3 separate regions of the Mus musculus genome follow, and regions 2 and 3 are each linked to region 1. Evidence: chromatin contacts called from public HiChIP or PLAC-seq data. All regions are on one chromosome and are shown on one strand. The core of a region is the stretch at or near the end of the contact, and the rest is flanking DNA. Distances in the headings are between cores, read along the strand shown. Region 1 holds the start of Gbf1 (golgi-specific brefeldin A-resistance factor 1). Region 2 overlaps Mfsd13a (major facilitator superfamily domain containing 13a). Region 3 holds the start of Mfsd13a (major facilitator superfamily domain containing 13a).

Region 1 (4,908 bases), core at 918-3,417:
TAATGTCTGGAGGCATACCTAGATAGGGAGGGGAGAGTAGGGAGTTTTAGTTTACTTACAGGGTTTTCCTATTTGCTCTCCAACCTGAGAGAAGCCCTAAAGACCAAACGAAGAGAAAAATGGCTCAGAGGTATCATAGAATGAAATACCTTGGTGATCGTATCATCTTCATCTGACTTCCTTTAGGTTCCTAGCTGGACCTAGAGACCAAGACCAATGCATAGACACAGGGAGTTGTTGGGGGATTCTTCATATTGGATTTGGCTCTGATGGTTTTTTAAATTAGAGGATCATAACCTATGGATGCCTTGGGTGCCTGTTTCAAGGCCACATTCCAATGGCCTTAGAAAAGGTTTGCTTTGCTGGACATGGTAGCATATGACTTTAATCCCAGCACTTGAGAGGCAGAGGCAGGCAGACAGACCTGAGTTCGAGGCCAGCCTGGTCTACAAAGTGAATTCCAGGGCAGCCAGGCAGCCAGGGCTGTTACCCAGAGAAACTCTGTTTTGAAAAACAAACAAACAAAAGATTTATTTTTTATTATTTGAAATGTATGTGTCTGTGCCTGGCATAGTGGTGCAGCATTTGGGAGGCAGTGGCAGGTAGATCTCTGTGAGGTTGAAGCCAGCCTGGGCTTCAAGGACAGTCAGTAGCCAGGGTTACAGAAAGATCTCTCTCTCTCTCTCTCTCTCTCCCCCCCCCTCTCTCTCTCTCTCTCACACACACACACACACACACACACACACACACACGAGAGCGCGCGTGTCTCTGTGTGAGTATGTGCCCAAAGTGTTGGATCCCTCTGGAGCTGGAGTTACAGTAGATAGTGCTATGTACATCCTGGGAACTGAACTCAGGTCTTCTGGAAGAGCAGCAAGCACACTTAACTGCTAAGCTTCCTTTCCAGTCTCACCTGTCCGCATTTCGAAGGAAAATGGGAAATCATCATCATCATCATCATCATCTTCTTCTTCTTCTTCTTCTTCTTCTTCTTCTTCTTCTTCTTCTTCTTCTTCTTCTTCTTCTTCTTCTTCTTCTTCTTCTTCCTCTTCTTCCTCTTCTTCCTCTTCTTCTTCTTCTTCTTCTTCTTCTTCTTCTTCTTCTTCTTCTTCTTCTTCTTCTTCTTCTTCTTCTTCTTCTTCTTCTTTTTGTTAACGATGTGGACTAATGGTGTGAGATTAGGCCCTCAGACTTGATCCTCATACACCTCCACCAATCGTTCATTAAGATTTGTCCAAGGCTTAATAGGAAGGGCTGAACTGAGAGTCATATAGCCCTATGGAGTAAGGTATACCAAGTATTGAGGGAGGCTGGAGAGATGGTTTAGTGGCTAAGAGCATTATCTTAAAATAGACAAATTCTTTCTTTTTAAAAAGAAGTATTAAGTACCCCCATGCCCCTTACTCTCCGCACCGAATTGGCTGGGGTAGGTGTATGTTTTTCTCTGCTATGCATGGATCCAGCTTTCCTCGGTAGAACTCTTTCCACGTCTGGAAAATGAGGATACTCTAATTAGGTATCCAAGATTTCTGCTACCATTTTCTCTATTTCTGGATGGTAGGAATGGAGTAGAAAATGCAAAAATCAGAGTTAGGATGAGACAGGCACATATACCCAAGTGGGGCACAGAAGACAGGAGGGCGTAGGCAAGATTGCACGGGCCGGATTTAGGAACGCGTTTCAACCCCAGACCTGCCTGGAAAGAGAGCGATCCCTAAAGTAGTAAAGCCCAGGTGACTTTGGTAGGATGAAGTTGGGGGAGTAGGGTCGCCCGCTCAAGCTCTCAAAACGGACCCCGCCCCCTTTCCAGCAAATCATAGCCTTCCTGCCCAGGATGCCCAGCAGCCACTGCTAAACAGCGCACTGCAACCGAACCCTATCTGACCCCACCTCTTCAACCGCCCAGCACAATTTTTCATTGTTTATTGGCTTCTGTAACTGTCAGTCAGAGAATCCTCGTATCCGTTGGCTGTCCCCTACCTACTCTTCTTTCCCTTGTAATCTGGTCTCTTTGGGCATTGCACGCCTCCCAGAGCTAATTTCTTTCTTCGATTGGATAGTCGGAATGCCACTTTTCAGAGTGCCACGCTCTGATTGGCTGAGCGCGGCAGGACTCTCGCAGTTACCAGGCAGCGGGCTAGACTGAGGCTAGTTACCACGTCAGTGAGCTGACAGGGAAGGTAGCCGGCACCACCGAGCGTCCCGGCCCACTTACTCCAGCCTGCAGTGAGGTCTCACCCTGAAGTTAGGGTTGCCTTCCAGAAGACAGGATCCTTCCCTTCTCTCACTCGCCGCCGGCGCCGGGAGAGCGGCCGGGAGACGCCTCCGGGGCCAGGCTGGACATGAGCTGCGGCTGCCGCCGGTTCTGGGACTAGGCCCCGCCATTTTGGATCCGCTGACAGGTCAGCGAAGTCTCTTCTTAGAGTTCCAGCGTCGTGAGGGCCTCCTGACGTTGCCATCAAGAATAAGGAGGAAGGGTCCTTCGGTTGGGCGAAGCGGCCTGGGCGATGGGCTTAGTGGGAAGAAGTAAACCCAGAGGACTGATGTGAGAGGGAGTTGGGAGGTGTGCAGGGGCCAAAGGTCAGACCCTTGTCCCCGAGGGGTGTTTCAGCTCCACCTGTGACTCGGTGGATGCTAGAATCTGTTTTTGTTTTTGTTTGTTTGTTTGTTTGTTTTCCCTAGGCATAATCTGGCCTGCAGCTCTTCTTTTTCAGACCCTTCTGCACCCTAAAGTCCTCAACATCTGAAAGCAAAATTAAGGATGGTTTCAGGGTTTAGAGAGTGAATCTTTTCAGATTCTGTACATCTGTCACTTCGGGGTGACTGCGTCCTAGCACAACTGAAGCGCCCCATTAATCCTGAAAGATGAGCCAGCTCAGTTTGGATTAGGTAGTCAGAAGGCATAGAAGACTGGAGGCAGCCGCCTGAGAACCTGGCCTGTAAGATCTTGCTTTTACAGGATAGCTCAGCTGTCACCAGGGGTCTGCATGTAAACACCTTTCTTTCTTTTTGAGTCAGGTTCTTTCTGTGTAGCTCTGGTTTTTCTGGAATTCACTATGTAGACCAGGCTGGCCTTGGATTTACAAAGATCCACCTCCTTCTGCCTTAAACTCTTTAGGTGTGTGTTATGGGTAGGCATTTACCCACTGTAACTCCCTTCTTTTTAAGGATATGAGGTTTGATCCCAAGGCAGCCACTCTTTTGTGACACATTTGATTGAGAGTTAAGAGGGGTTTGAATACTGATAAGGCTTGGTCCTGGTGGTCTATTTATTTTTAGTAGGTGAAAAATCATGAAAAGGGCTGGAGGGAGACGTAGCTGGTTGAGTGTTTGCCTTGCATGTATGGAGTCCTTGAGTTCAGTCCCTAGCACTTCATAAACTGGGCATGTTGGTCCACATCTGTAATTATTCCCTACTTGGGAGATGGAAACACGAGGGTTAGCCCTGACATTCAAGGTTATCCTCAGCTACTTCTTGAGTTAGAGGCCAGCCTGGGCCAAGTGAGACACTGTCTTTAGCAAAGAGACAAGTTAGGAGAGTTGTTCTGCTCCTTGTGGTAGGGTCAGGGAAACAGAGTGAATGGTAGGGCACAACCCGAAAGAGTGTAGTTTATGGCCCAGTAGTGACCTTTGACATTGCTGTGTCATAAACTGGTGAAGTCCTTCGAAGGTAAAGAGTACGTTAGAGATGAGAGACAATGTAGTGTTTCCTGAGTGCAGAAGCTCATATCAAGAACCCTAGGTACAAGTAAGCCTTATGGAGTATATAAACGGGAAAACCTGCTCTGGGATCGCTCAGTTTACACAGAGTCTTGCAGTAGTGGGGATGGGACCCTAGGGTCCCATATGGTATAGTCAGGCAGTCTACCACCGAGCTATACCCAGAGCTAGTGCGCTCTCTCTCTCTCTCTCTCTCAGTTGTCCTGACTGGTCTAGAATTTGCTCTGTAGCCCTTGAACTTGTGATCCTTCCTGAGCTGCTGGGTTTACAGGCCTACAGTCCTAGATCTTCCTGTATATTTCTGAAAAGTAGTGACATATGCTAGGTGTAGTGACAGACATTTGTAATCTCAGTACTTTCAGGAAGTCCTTCCTATGAGGAAGGACATTTTGAGTTTAAGACCAGTCTTCCTACATAACGAGGGCAAAAAAAAAAAAAAAAAAAAAAAAAAAAAAGCCAAGTTAAAAGTAAGAGTGTGCCTAATTCCTTTTAGCAGTGATGGGGCCCAGCATGTGCCGTCCATCCCTGGGGTTAGTGTAGTGTGTGGTTAGCCTTTGTGTCCTGGTCTGGCCCGGGGAGTCAGCTGTACATTTGCATGGTGAGTAGTGACAAGGTGGGGCACTCTTATCAGGTATTGGAAGACAGATCATCTAAGATGTTACTACTTGAACCAAGTTTCTCTTACTTAATTCTCTCTGCCCTCTTAAGAATGGCTGTGTTAGACTATGTAACCTGTGTGTGTGTATGTGTATAAGAGAAGTAATAGTGTTTATGGTTTATTTGTATAGATGTAAAACAAATGGGTGGGAATGGTACAGAACACTGTTTTGTTTTGTTTTTTGTTTTTATTGTTGTTTGGGGGGGGTATCTTTTCAACACAGGGTCTCTCTGTGTAGCCCTGGCTGGCCTGGAACTTGATTTGTAGACTAGGCTGGCCTTGAACTCACAGAGATCTGCCTGCTTCTGCCTCCCCAGTGCTGGAATTAAAGGCATGCACCACCACTGCCCTGCTAATAGTGGGTTTTGTAGGATGCAGAATCTAGACAGTAGTTAATTTGACAGGTTTCAGAATGGTAGCCCAGCAAACACCCAGGTTAGGTGCCTATAACTCTGCCAAGTTGAAAGCGCTCTGCATAATTGGCAGTCTCTTGATAGGTAGTCTGACAGCATCTTTTCAGTTTTTGGCCT
Region 2 (4,908 bases), core at 956-3,455, 220 kb after region 1:
GGCATATGCAATCTTAGCTGTCTTGGAGTTTAGATTCTAGATGGGTGTTGGTGGCGCATGCCTTTAATCCTAGCAGTCAGAAGGCAGAGGCAGACAGATCTGTGAGTCTGAGGCCAGCCTGGTACAGAGCAAATTCCAGTATAGCCAGGGCTACACAGAGAAACCCTGTCTTAGAAAAAAATGTTTTAGACAGGGAGAAGGGTGGACAGGGTGACATATGGACTGGGTTTTCAGCGTTTAAGGAAGCCGTTTGGAGAGTTAGAGGCTGGGAAGAGACCTGGTCTGATTGATGTTTGGAAGAAGTTTGCTCGAGCTGCCCTGGATAATACATACAGATCAGTGTGATCAGTAGCTCGGAGATCATAAAGACACAGGGCCAGAGGCTGTGGAGGCTTGGTCTAGGGAGGGGGCAGTGGGGTGCATTGGGAACTGAGGTGACACATGAGTGTCAGGGAGTGATTGCTGAGGACCGAGAGGCATGAGATATGATGGTGTCTCTCGTGAGAGGGGAAGGATGTGAGAAAAGCGTTCAAGGCCAGCCTGGTCTGCAGGGTAAGTCCTAGGTCAGCCATGGCTGCACAAAGAAACCTTGTCTCAAAAAGCAAACCAGGCTGGAGAGATGGCTCAGTGGTTAAGAGCCCTGGCTGCTCTTCCAGAGGTCCTGGGTTCAATTCCCAAAGCCCACATGGCAGCTCACAGCTGTTGGTCACTCCAGTTCTAGGGGATATGACACCCTCACACCTATGCACATAAAATTGAATTTAAAGGGGGGAAAAAAAAGCAAACCAAGCAAATGGAAAAATGGATCTGGTAGGAGTTAGCAAGATGGAAGAGACCTGTGATTCTAACATCTAGGAGATAGAGGTAGGAGGATGAGGGGGTCAACATTCCGTTCAGCTACTGAGAACAACCTAGGGTGCATGATACTGTCTCAGTCAAGAACAATGTGCCAGGGCTGTAGGGTAGTAGGAAGAGCACTTGCCAAGTATGTATGAAGCCTTGAGTTTAACTCTGGAACCGGGTGACTCTCTGTGGTGATGGACACCCGCAATCCCAGCACTCAGGAAGTGGAGCCAGGCGGATCGGAAGTCTGAAGTCATCCTTGAGTACATAAGGAATTTAGAGCTAGTCTGGACTAGATAGGAGGAGGAGGAGGAGGAGGAGGAGGAGGAGGAGGAGGAGGAGGAAGGAGGAAGGAGGAAGGAAAGAATAGGAAGCAGCAGGAGCAGCTGGAGCAGCTGGAGCAGCAGGAGCAGCTGGAGCAGCTGGAGCAGCAGGAGCAGCTGGAGCAGCAGAAGCAGCTGGAGCAGCAGGAGCAGCTGGATATGGTGGCATATGCCTTTATTTCCAGAACTTGGGAGGCAAAGTCAGGAAGTGAATTCTGTGAATTTGAGGCCAATTTGGTCTACTTAGTTCCAGGAAAGCCAGGATTACTAGAGAGACCCTGTTTCAAAATTTTTTTTCAAGTAAAATATAGATGATAGATTTGTGGTTAGGAATTGTGGCATATACCTATAATCCCAGCTACTCGTTAGGAGACTGTAATATTGAAGCCAGCCAACAGTGACTTTTTTAAAAAGACTTTTTTGTTTGTTTTGTATTTTGAGACAGGGTTTCTCTGTAGAGACTTGGCTGTCCTGGAACTCGCTCTGTAGACCAGGCTGGCCTCGAACTCACAGATTCATCTACCTCTGCCTCCCAAGTGCTGGGATTAAAGGCATGCGCCACCACTGCCCGGCCTCTGGCCAGTCTTAAGCAAACTTTTAGTGGTGGCTTAGGACACTCGTGATGTTTCTTTTACCATCCTATGGGCTTTGGAGGGTTAACTGGGCTGACCATGCTCCTCTTGTGTGCTCTCACCCCAGGTCACGACCTTTTTCAGCAATCCCCAATGACCCCTGTGGGGAGCGTTCGGCCATGGCCAGAGCTGCCAGCCCCAGCCCCCGCCCCCGCGCAGGCTCCCACACTCCGCCAGGGCTGCTTCTACCTGCTGGTGTTTGTCCCCATCACCTGTGCGCTGCTGCAGCTCTTCACCTGGTCCCAGTTCACGCTGCATGGGAGACGCCTACGCACGGTCAAGGCCCAGCGTCAGAACCTGGCCCAGATCCATACTCTGAACATTAAGATGGTGTGAGAGGCCCATCAGGACCACTGTGCTGAGATCCTTGGCCTAGTCCCAGCAGTAGCCTCTCGTGCTGACCAGCATCCTGTTTCCTCACCTCTGGGTTCAGCCTAGAGAACGGATGGTGAAGCCGAACCAGGAGCATCACCAAGGACTGCCCCTTCTTTAGTCATGTGACTCAGCTTGTGCAAGGGCTGGGCCCTGTGTGCTCAGGGACCTGCGACTCCTGTGGGGTAGCAAGAAAAGAGGACCAGAAAGGGTAGGGCTGAGTACGGTGCCCAGGAACTGCCTGGGACCTGTAGCTGGGGCTGGCCATTTGGTGGGCTCGGGAGTTTCTGAAGCTGTGACGCCCCTCTTGCCCACGCAGAAGTCGACTGAAAGTGCCACTCGCCTCTCCTCCTAGTCGTTTCTCTCAGAGGGTTCTCTGCTTCTGCTATGCTTGAAGTGGCATGCCCTCTGCTGTAGCCCCCTCCCGCCCGCGCCCCCAAAGCCCTGCAGGCCTCTAAACTCTAAAGAGGTTCATCTCATCTCAAGTAAAGCCAGTCATTCCAATTCTTTGGGTCTGTGCCGTGTGTGTATGTGTGTGTGTGTGTGTGTGTGTATGTGTGTGTGTGTGGGGGGGGGGGGCAGGCAGGGTTGTTGGGGGCTGGGAAACAGAAAAGTTCCCTGAGATAATTTTCCTAGAGATACTAGGATAAAATTGTAAACTGCAAGCTGAACCTGGTGATTTTTATAATTCCAGCATTTGGAAGGCTATGGCAGGATTGCCTCAAATTCAAAGTTCGCCTAAAAAAACAGCCAAGGGACCAAAGGAAAAAAAAACCTACTGTCACCAACAAATTAATCCAGCAGAGTGCTGGGTGATTAGGCCTGCAACCGGTTCCCTCAGCACATTTCCCACACAGCATTGCAAAACAGTGGTCAAGGAGCCTCTGCCAGGCTAGGGGCTCTCAGCCCGGAAATCACCTGAACAGCTTCCAAAACATCAATGCCCGAGTCTTTGCCAAGATTCTGGTTGAATGGGTCTGAACAGTGCTGTAGCCTTTGTATGGTGTGGGTTCTGACGGTCTGCACAGGGGCCCGGCCAATGAGCAGTGGTTCTCTCAAAGTTATTTATTTAATTTTTTTTTGGGTTCTGAAAGTCTTTATGAAATGAATCATAAACACCCATATTTTATAGTTATTGGGGGAGTATAAACATTTGTTAGGTATCTGGCAACTTCCTTTTAGATATAGGAACTTATTTATTTAGAGACAAGGTTTCTCTGTGGAGCTCTGGCTGTCCTGAAACTCACTGTAGACCAGACTCTGCATCTTGAGTGCTGAGATAAAAGGCGATCACCACTAAACCCCGTTCCCTTAACTTAAAGAGGAATTCGTTATTACATTTGTTTGTTTATGTATGTGGAGGTCAAAGGTCAGTTTGCTGCATAGAGTCCGTTCTATGTGGGTCCTGGGAGCCAAACAGAGATGGACAGAATTGTTGGTACCTGCCCTCAGTCTGCAGTCATCTCAATGAATCAAGCTCTTCATCTTACATCCCCAAATGGCTTGTGGGTGGGTAAGGGGGGGGCTGAGGGTAGAAAGCAGAGCTTCGTGCATGTTAGGCAAGTGCTCTGCTACTGAACTGTAAACCCCAGCTCTCTTCATTTTGAGACAGGATCTCATTATGTTGTGGAGACTGGCTCAGAACTTATTCTGTAACCCACACAGTCCTTAAACATGAGAGTCTCCTGCCTGGGTCTCCTGAGTAGCTAGGATTACAGGCCTGGTTCAAATGTCTTCTACAAAATGAGTTTTAAGAACTTGGGGCAGGTGTGGTGCACATCTTTAATCCCAGCACTTGGGAGGTAGATCTTTGAGTTCAAGGTCAGCCTGGTCTAAAGAAGAGTTCCAGGACAGCCAGGACTGTTGTTACACAGAGAAACCCTGTCTCAGAAAAAAAACAACAAAACCCATTTTCAGAGATGAAGTCAGGCTTCACCCACAGATTTGAGTATTACATAGGAATTAGACCCTCAGTTCTCTTCCCATCCATCCTACAGGTTGGGGTACGGTCTGCATATCTCTTCCTACCAGGCACTGGTCACAGAAAGAGGTCAGACTGATGTACCTATTGGAACGACTTTATTTAAGTACACTGGGCCCCACCAGGCAAAGTGGCTTCGCGAGGCTGTGCAAGGGACAGGCTTGGGCTAAGAGGTGAGCTGGTTATGCGCACTGCAGTCCATGGGTTGCCACACTGATTCCACACACACCAGCTTCGCTTTACATCTGGCAGGGACCTTTGGTCATAGGATGGCGGAGAAAGAATACTGTCTGGAATCTGGAACTGAGGCGAGACTTGGTGTCACGGGTGAGGGTGCCGGTGAAGACAGGCTCACCCTAGCTTGTACCAGGCGCAAAGGCCCTTGGACCACTTCTGAGAGCAAGGCTGGCACCCATTAGGTCTTGGCACTTTGGTCAGCCCCTTCTCTCCAATCTGACCAACCCAGAAGGGGCCTCCCTGCCATTTAGTCCACTGGTCAATTAGAGTGGCAAAAGGCAACATGGTTAACTGCAGCTTGCTTTGTTTTAAAGGGTCTAGATCTCCAACACACCTCCCTCGCAAGGGGCCTCTGCCACAGAGAGATGCTACTTTCTGTCTTAGAAAATCCAACCACAACCAGCCTGTTGGTTCCAGGGCAGTGGGCAAGTGGGGTTAGGAGAAAGGAAGAGGCTGGCTGGGGTGCCTTCCTGTGCAGCCTCCAATCACAGGGTCCTGAGGCCCATGAATACTGTCAGTT
Region 3 (4,908 bases), core at 904-3,403, 200 kb after region 1:
TCTTTCTTTCTTTCTTTCTTTTACACTGCCTTCAGCTCCCAAGTGCCTGGACTACAGATGGGCTTCGTCATGTTCAGCTCTAGTTCTCCCTGTATGCCTACAAAATCCCCATAAGCAATGGAGCAGTTTCAACAAAAAGAAGGTCCCTTGGCAGAAAAGTCAAAAGAGGCACTCCTTGCCTTATATCTCAGGGTAGGTGTTTTAGGGTTTTACTGCTGTGAACAGATACCATGACCAAGGCAACTCTTAAAAGGACATCATTTAATTGGGGCTGGGTTACAGGTTCAGAAGTTCATTCCATTATCACCAGGCAGGCATGGTGCAGGAGGAGCTGAGAGTTCTTCACCTTCATCTGAAGGCTGCTAGCAGAATATTGACTTCCAGGCAGCTAGGAAGAGGGTCTTACAGCCCACATCCATAGTGACACACCTGCTCCAACAGGGCCACACCTTCTAATAGTGCCACTCCCTGGGCCGAGCATATACAAACCAACACAGTAGGGAAACCAAACAGATAGCAGCGGGTCCTATTTGATTGCTTAGAAACTGGACTGAGCCATACAGACTTGATTTTAAAGGTCTAGTAAGTGTGGAAGAGGAAGGACTCCTCTGAGACTCCAGAGAAGTCTGGTCTAACCTGGTTGGGCATCTGGTTGTATGAAATTTGTTGAAGGCTGGGCACGGTGGTGCACATCTTTAATCCCAGCCCTTAGGAGGCAGAGGCATGAAGATCTCTGTGAGTTCAAGACCAATCTGGACTAGAAAATGAGTTCTAGGGCAGCTAGTGCTGTTAAAGAGAGAAACACTGTCTCGAAAAACAGAAACAATTCATTGACTGTTTCTCTGAACTTCAGGGTTTTTGCTTGGTTGGTTGTTTGGTTGGTTGGTTTTTGAGATGGGATTTCTCTGTATGCCCTACCTTTCCTGGGACTTGCTTTGTAGATCAGGCTGGCCTTGAAAGCAGAAATTCACCTGTCTCTGCCTTCCCAGTGCCAAGACTAAAGGTATGTGCAGCCGCCACCAGCACCCAGTGGTTATTTTCATCTGTAAGTGGAAATAATAGCATCTACTTCCCATGTATAATTTGAGGAAGAGGCATTTGGAACGGTGCACCTATCCTGCAAAGTACATAATAGTAGGTGGCTGAGCAGTTCTTTTATGTGTGTGTATCGCCAGCCCTGTTTTTGTTTTTAGTTTGAGATAGGGTTTAAAGTGCCCGGATTGCCCTTAATTCACTCTGTATTCAGCACAGGCTAGCCTTCTATGTAGCAAGAATTACAGACTATGCCTTTAACCTCGGCACTCAGAAGGTGGAAATTATCAGATCTTTGGGAGTTCGAGGCCAGCCTGGTCTACATAGTGAGTTCCAGAAGAGCTAGAGCCACATGGAGAAACCCTGTCTCGTAAAACAACACCACCACCACCACCACAACAACAACAACAACAACAACAACAACAACAACAACAACAGGAATTTCAGAAAGGCACAATCAGGCATTACTTCCTCTTCTAATTCTTGTTTTTTTTTTTTTTTTTTTTTTTTTTTTTAGGTTTTTCGAGACAGGGTTTCTTTGTGTAGCCCTGGCTGTCCTGGAACTCACTCTGTAGACAAGATGGCCTCCAACTCAGAAATCCGCCTGCCTCTGCCTCCCAAGTGCTAGGATTAAAGGCATGCGCCACCACGCCCGGCTTCGTCTTCTAATTCTTATTACTACCACTACAAAGAAGTCGGGCAGCATGGGTTGTGGGTTAATGGCCAAGTGCCTGTGTCTACCATCTCCTGCCCTGGCTCTCCATTCCTTTGATTCCTCATGCCCACAGCTCAAGCTGGACTTTGCACTCGCAGGCTCACAATCCAGCCGTAGGTAGTCTCTGCTAAATTCTCATCTTCTGAAATTAGGATCGGGGAAGAGAAGGGAGAGTCCCCAAGAGGAACTTGCTTTGAGCTGAAATGACAGTTTTCGTGGAGGTAAGAGAGAGGAGATAAGTACTTCAGGAATCCAGGCAACCTGCCCCTGTTGCCTGATGCCCGTTTTCTTTTGGGTCCCTAAGGGAAATAGCCCATTACAAACATGGCAGCGACAGCCTCAGGCGCGGTCACCTGCCCGAGCTGCTATCGGGAGAGCCGTGCGGAGCCAATAGCTGGGAAGGGGCGGAGGGAGAGACTGGGGAAGCCCAAGGCTGCTAGCGCGCAGGCGCACTGGCTGGCACCTGGCTCCCCCGCTGCCGCGGAATTAGGCATCGTCTGCCAGGATTGCGGTGAGCTGCTGGCCCACGGCCCAGGACCTCTCCGGTCCCGGAGGAGCGGGCCGGACCCCGGGGCTGATCTGATACAAAGGACCAGCCCGAGGGTGGGGCGGGAATGCGTTGCGCTGTTTGAGTCATTGGGACACTTTGCGCGGTTCCTTAAGGTGCCAGATTATGGATTGGAAAATTCTGGGGTCAGGAGGAATTGGGACCAAGGGGCAAGTGTAGAATCCCCGCTGAAGGTCTCTGTTGGGGTAAGAAAAGGGGATGCACCGTCCAGGTTGCTCCTTGAGGAATCTGAGTTCATGGATGCAATGGTTCAGGCCGGGATTCACTCATTGACCTAGTGGCCCTTAAACCTGGTAGCAGAGTAGAACCACTGGATAGTTTAAAAGATGCTGGGCATCACCTCCAGAGATCCCAATTTTAGAGGTCTGAGCGAGGTCCGAGCCTAGGTGTTCTAGAATAGCTAGCTCTTCAGGTAATGTGCAAACGAAATGAAAACCACTACACGTGTTTCTGAGTAGAAAGCTCCTGGGTTGATTCCCAGTTAATTCCTCAGAGACTTAGAAGTGGCCAGCGATTCTGAGGTGAGTCGGCTCTGACACTTTCGTGCCACCATAAAATCCTGTGAAGGACCGAGAAAGTCCCTCTGGCAATGGGTGAAAACTCCATTTTCCATCCGAGGAGGGTGAACCTGTTAACTCGCGGGAGAGAGTCGGGCTCCTTCAACAACTCTCCTGCGGGCTCCTTCATTCTGCGGAGACTGACCAGGGAGTGAAACAGCTAACAATCCAGTCAGCAGCTTGCTGAGAAAATGACACGCCTAGTATTTGCTTTGTTATTATGACTTGAAATTCCACCTGCTCATTCGATACTGGCAGGACAGGCAGCAAACAGATTTGCTTTTTCCACAGACGTGGGAACAAGTTTTGTGGCTACGTGAGGATAGCGTTCATCCTTGACCCAAGCACTGCTGATACATACAGTATTACTTAGTAGTTTTTCCCCTCTGTGGTCTCTACAGGCTCCCTCCTGAAGGGAGTGGGAACCGCCTACCCTCCTCCTCCTGATAGTCTTCCTTCCGGGCCCAGCCGGTTACTCCTTGGTTTCCTCCCTCAATTGTACTCTGTCACCAGAGGTTGCTGCGGTTGGCCAATCTTTCCTGTTGTTAATCTCCCAGAAACCTTGGAGAGTGGACTGCTAGGAGAAGGATCTTGAAGTATCTCCGAAGGGCTCCTCAAGAGAGAAATGCTTTTGTGTCTCCTACCCTCAGCGGGTGTCTTCCATCTTGATAGAAGCTTGGTGGAGGCTTACAAACTCCCTTTTTAGTCTGGCCCCTTTTACTACTACCTGGGTCACATTCTGCCCTTGTTTTCTTAGCTTGGTACTGTGTCCTGGGTGAAAGGGTTGTAACTTACTGCTGGCTTTTACCAACACTGCCCTCGTACATCTGCAGCCTCAATGCACAGGTTTGCTATAGGGTTCGAGGTTGCTACTGCTTCTCCAAACCCCACAGCCAATCAGAGCACCTAGAGTGGGCTGTGGGTGTTTGTTTTCCTGTGACTGCCCTTTGTAAGGCAGAGGACACCCACATTGGCCTTGGGGGACAATGGACTCAGCAGGTGTTGAGCAGAGGCTTGGGGGAGGGATCTGCAGGAGGAGTGGCCTAGCCTTGTTCTTGGGCTCTTGAGCTGGAGGGAAATAGAGAAAGCACTCATTCCCAGGATGCAGGGGGACTGGAAAAGGTAGACAATACCTGATTGGGCGAACCTGGGGGGTATGAGGACCCTGGCGAGGGCTTTGAGGGAGCAAGATTTCATAAGATTGTGGAAGTGGAGCCGGGCAGTGGTGGCGCACGCCTTTGATCCCAGCACTTGGGAGGCAGAGGCAGGCGGATTTCTGAGTTTGAGGCCAGCCTGGTCTACAGAGTGAGTTCCAGGACAGCTAGGACTGCACAGAGAGACCCTGTCTCAAAGCAAAAAGATTGTGGAAGTGGGTGCATGGTGAAATGAGAGGTGCCAAGGTTTGTAGCCAGAACCTGTTTAGAACGTCTTGGTTAATGGTCATTACCAAGGCTTTTAGAGTGCAGTTTCTCATTTGCTGTGGACATGACCATAAAGAAAAATTCCCATGAGGTTTTTCATAGGCTACTACCTGTTGGGAACATTTGTTTAAAAAAAAAAGAACTTCTTGGTTCCAGCACCTCATAGCTTGCGACTGTGGGCCAGTTATTTACCTGATCTCCGGGCTTTGCTTGCGTCTATAGACTGTAGATGGGAATAGGAAATGCACTGTGAAGGGTTCACAGCCGTGGATGTGGAAGCCAGGCCTGTCCTGAAGGTCTCAGAGCCAGCACACAGTCACAGCCAGACTTCGGGTTGGAAGGCAGCGCGTGAATGGAAGTGTGGAGGTGGCATTTAAAACAGAATTGGGAGGGTGACACATAGGAAGGTCTGAGAGGCATCCATGGTGAATATTGCAATGTGGTGGCATACACCTGTAATTCCAGCACCGGAGAGGCAGGAGGATTGCCGCAAGTTTGAAGCCAGCCAGCCCTTGTCTACAACAAAGACTTATAGATTAGTCAGAGGAGTCCCTAACTGATTTTTTTTAAATGTATATTTTTGGTGTATTTATATCATGTGTGTGTACATACATG

Evidence for each region. HiChIP or PLAC-seq counts read pairs in DNA pulled down with a chosen protein or histone mark.
Region 2: an H3K4me3 HiChIP or PLAC-seq map of embryonic stem cells shows a contact between it and region 1, with 5 times the contacts expected there. The contact joins the enhancer-like site here to the promoter of Gbf1 in region 1. A contact is called at or near these places in 8 of 39 promoter capture datasets (the 3T3-L1 cell line, 3T3-L1-derived adipocytes, the HPC-7 cell line and 5 more), 8 of 484 Hi-C or Micro-C datasets (the G1E-ER4 cell line, embryonic stem cells, erythroblasts and 4 more), 8 of 115 datasets of contacts at active chromatin or transcription factors (the 230-238 cell line, astrocytes, bone marrow-derived macrophages and 4 more) and 3 of 9 other capture datasets (adipose tissue, liver and pancreatic islet).
Region 3: an H3K4me3 HiChIP or PLAC-seq map of embryonic stem cells shows a contact between it and region 1, with 18 read pairs. The contact joins the promoter of Mfsd13a here to the promoter of Gbf1 in region 1. A contact is called at or near these places in 16 of 39 promoter capture datasets (the 3T3-L1 cell line, the C10 cell line, the HPC-7 cell line and 12 more), 2 of 484 Hi-C or Micro-C datasets (embryonic stem cells and regulatory T cells), 8 of 115 datasets of contacts at active chromatin or transcription factors (bone marrow-derived macrophages, effector CD8 T cells, embryonic stem cells and 3 more) and 4 of 9 other capture datasets (adipose tissue, embryonic stem cells, liver and 1 more).

Annotation. Positions count from the first base shown.
Region 1 is chr19:46,150,391-46,155,298 of GRCm38.p6, forward strand. Gbf1 (golgi-specific brefeldin A-resistance factor 1) reads left to right here and starts at 2,168. Exons shown (of 40, transcript NM_178930.3): 1 at 2,168-2,402.
Region 2 is chr19:46,372,581-46,377,488 of GRCm38.p6, forward strand. It overlaps Mfsd13a (major facilitator superfamily domain containing 13a), which reads left to right. Exons shown (of 9, transcript NM_029186.2): 9 at 1,866-2,674. The coding sequence ends at 2,134. It overlaps Actr1a (ARP1 actin-related protein 1A, centractin alpha), which reads right to left. Exons shown (of 11, transcript NM_016860.2): 11 at 4,233-4,908. Among named protein-coding and RNA genes, the nearest start is that of Mfsd13a, 18 kb to the left of the region's middle. Within about 2 kb of position 2,206, at least 52 of the 459 cell types and tissues checked have an H3K27ac peak or open chromatin away from gene starts, as enhancers often do. A contact at or near this core is called in astrocytes, embryonic stem cells, neutrophils and 1 more, where this site is marked.
Region 3 is chr19:46,354,727-46,359,634 of GRCm38.p6, forward strand. Mfsd13a (major facilitator superfamily domain containing 13a) reads left to right here and starts at 2,154. Exons shown (of 9, transcript NM_029186.2): 1 at 2,154-2,258. It also overlaps the pseudogene Gm24610.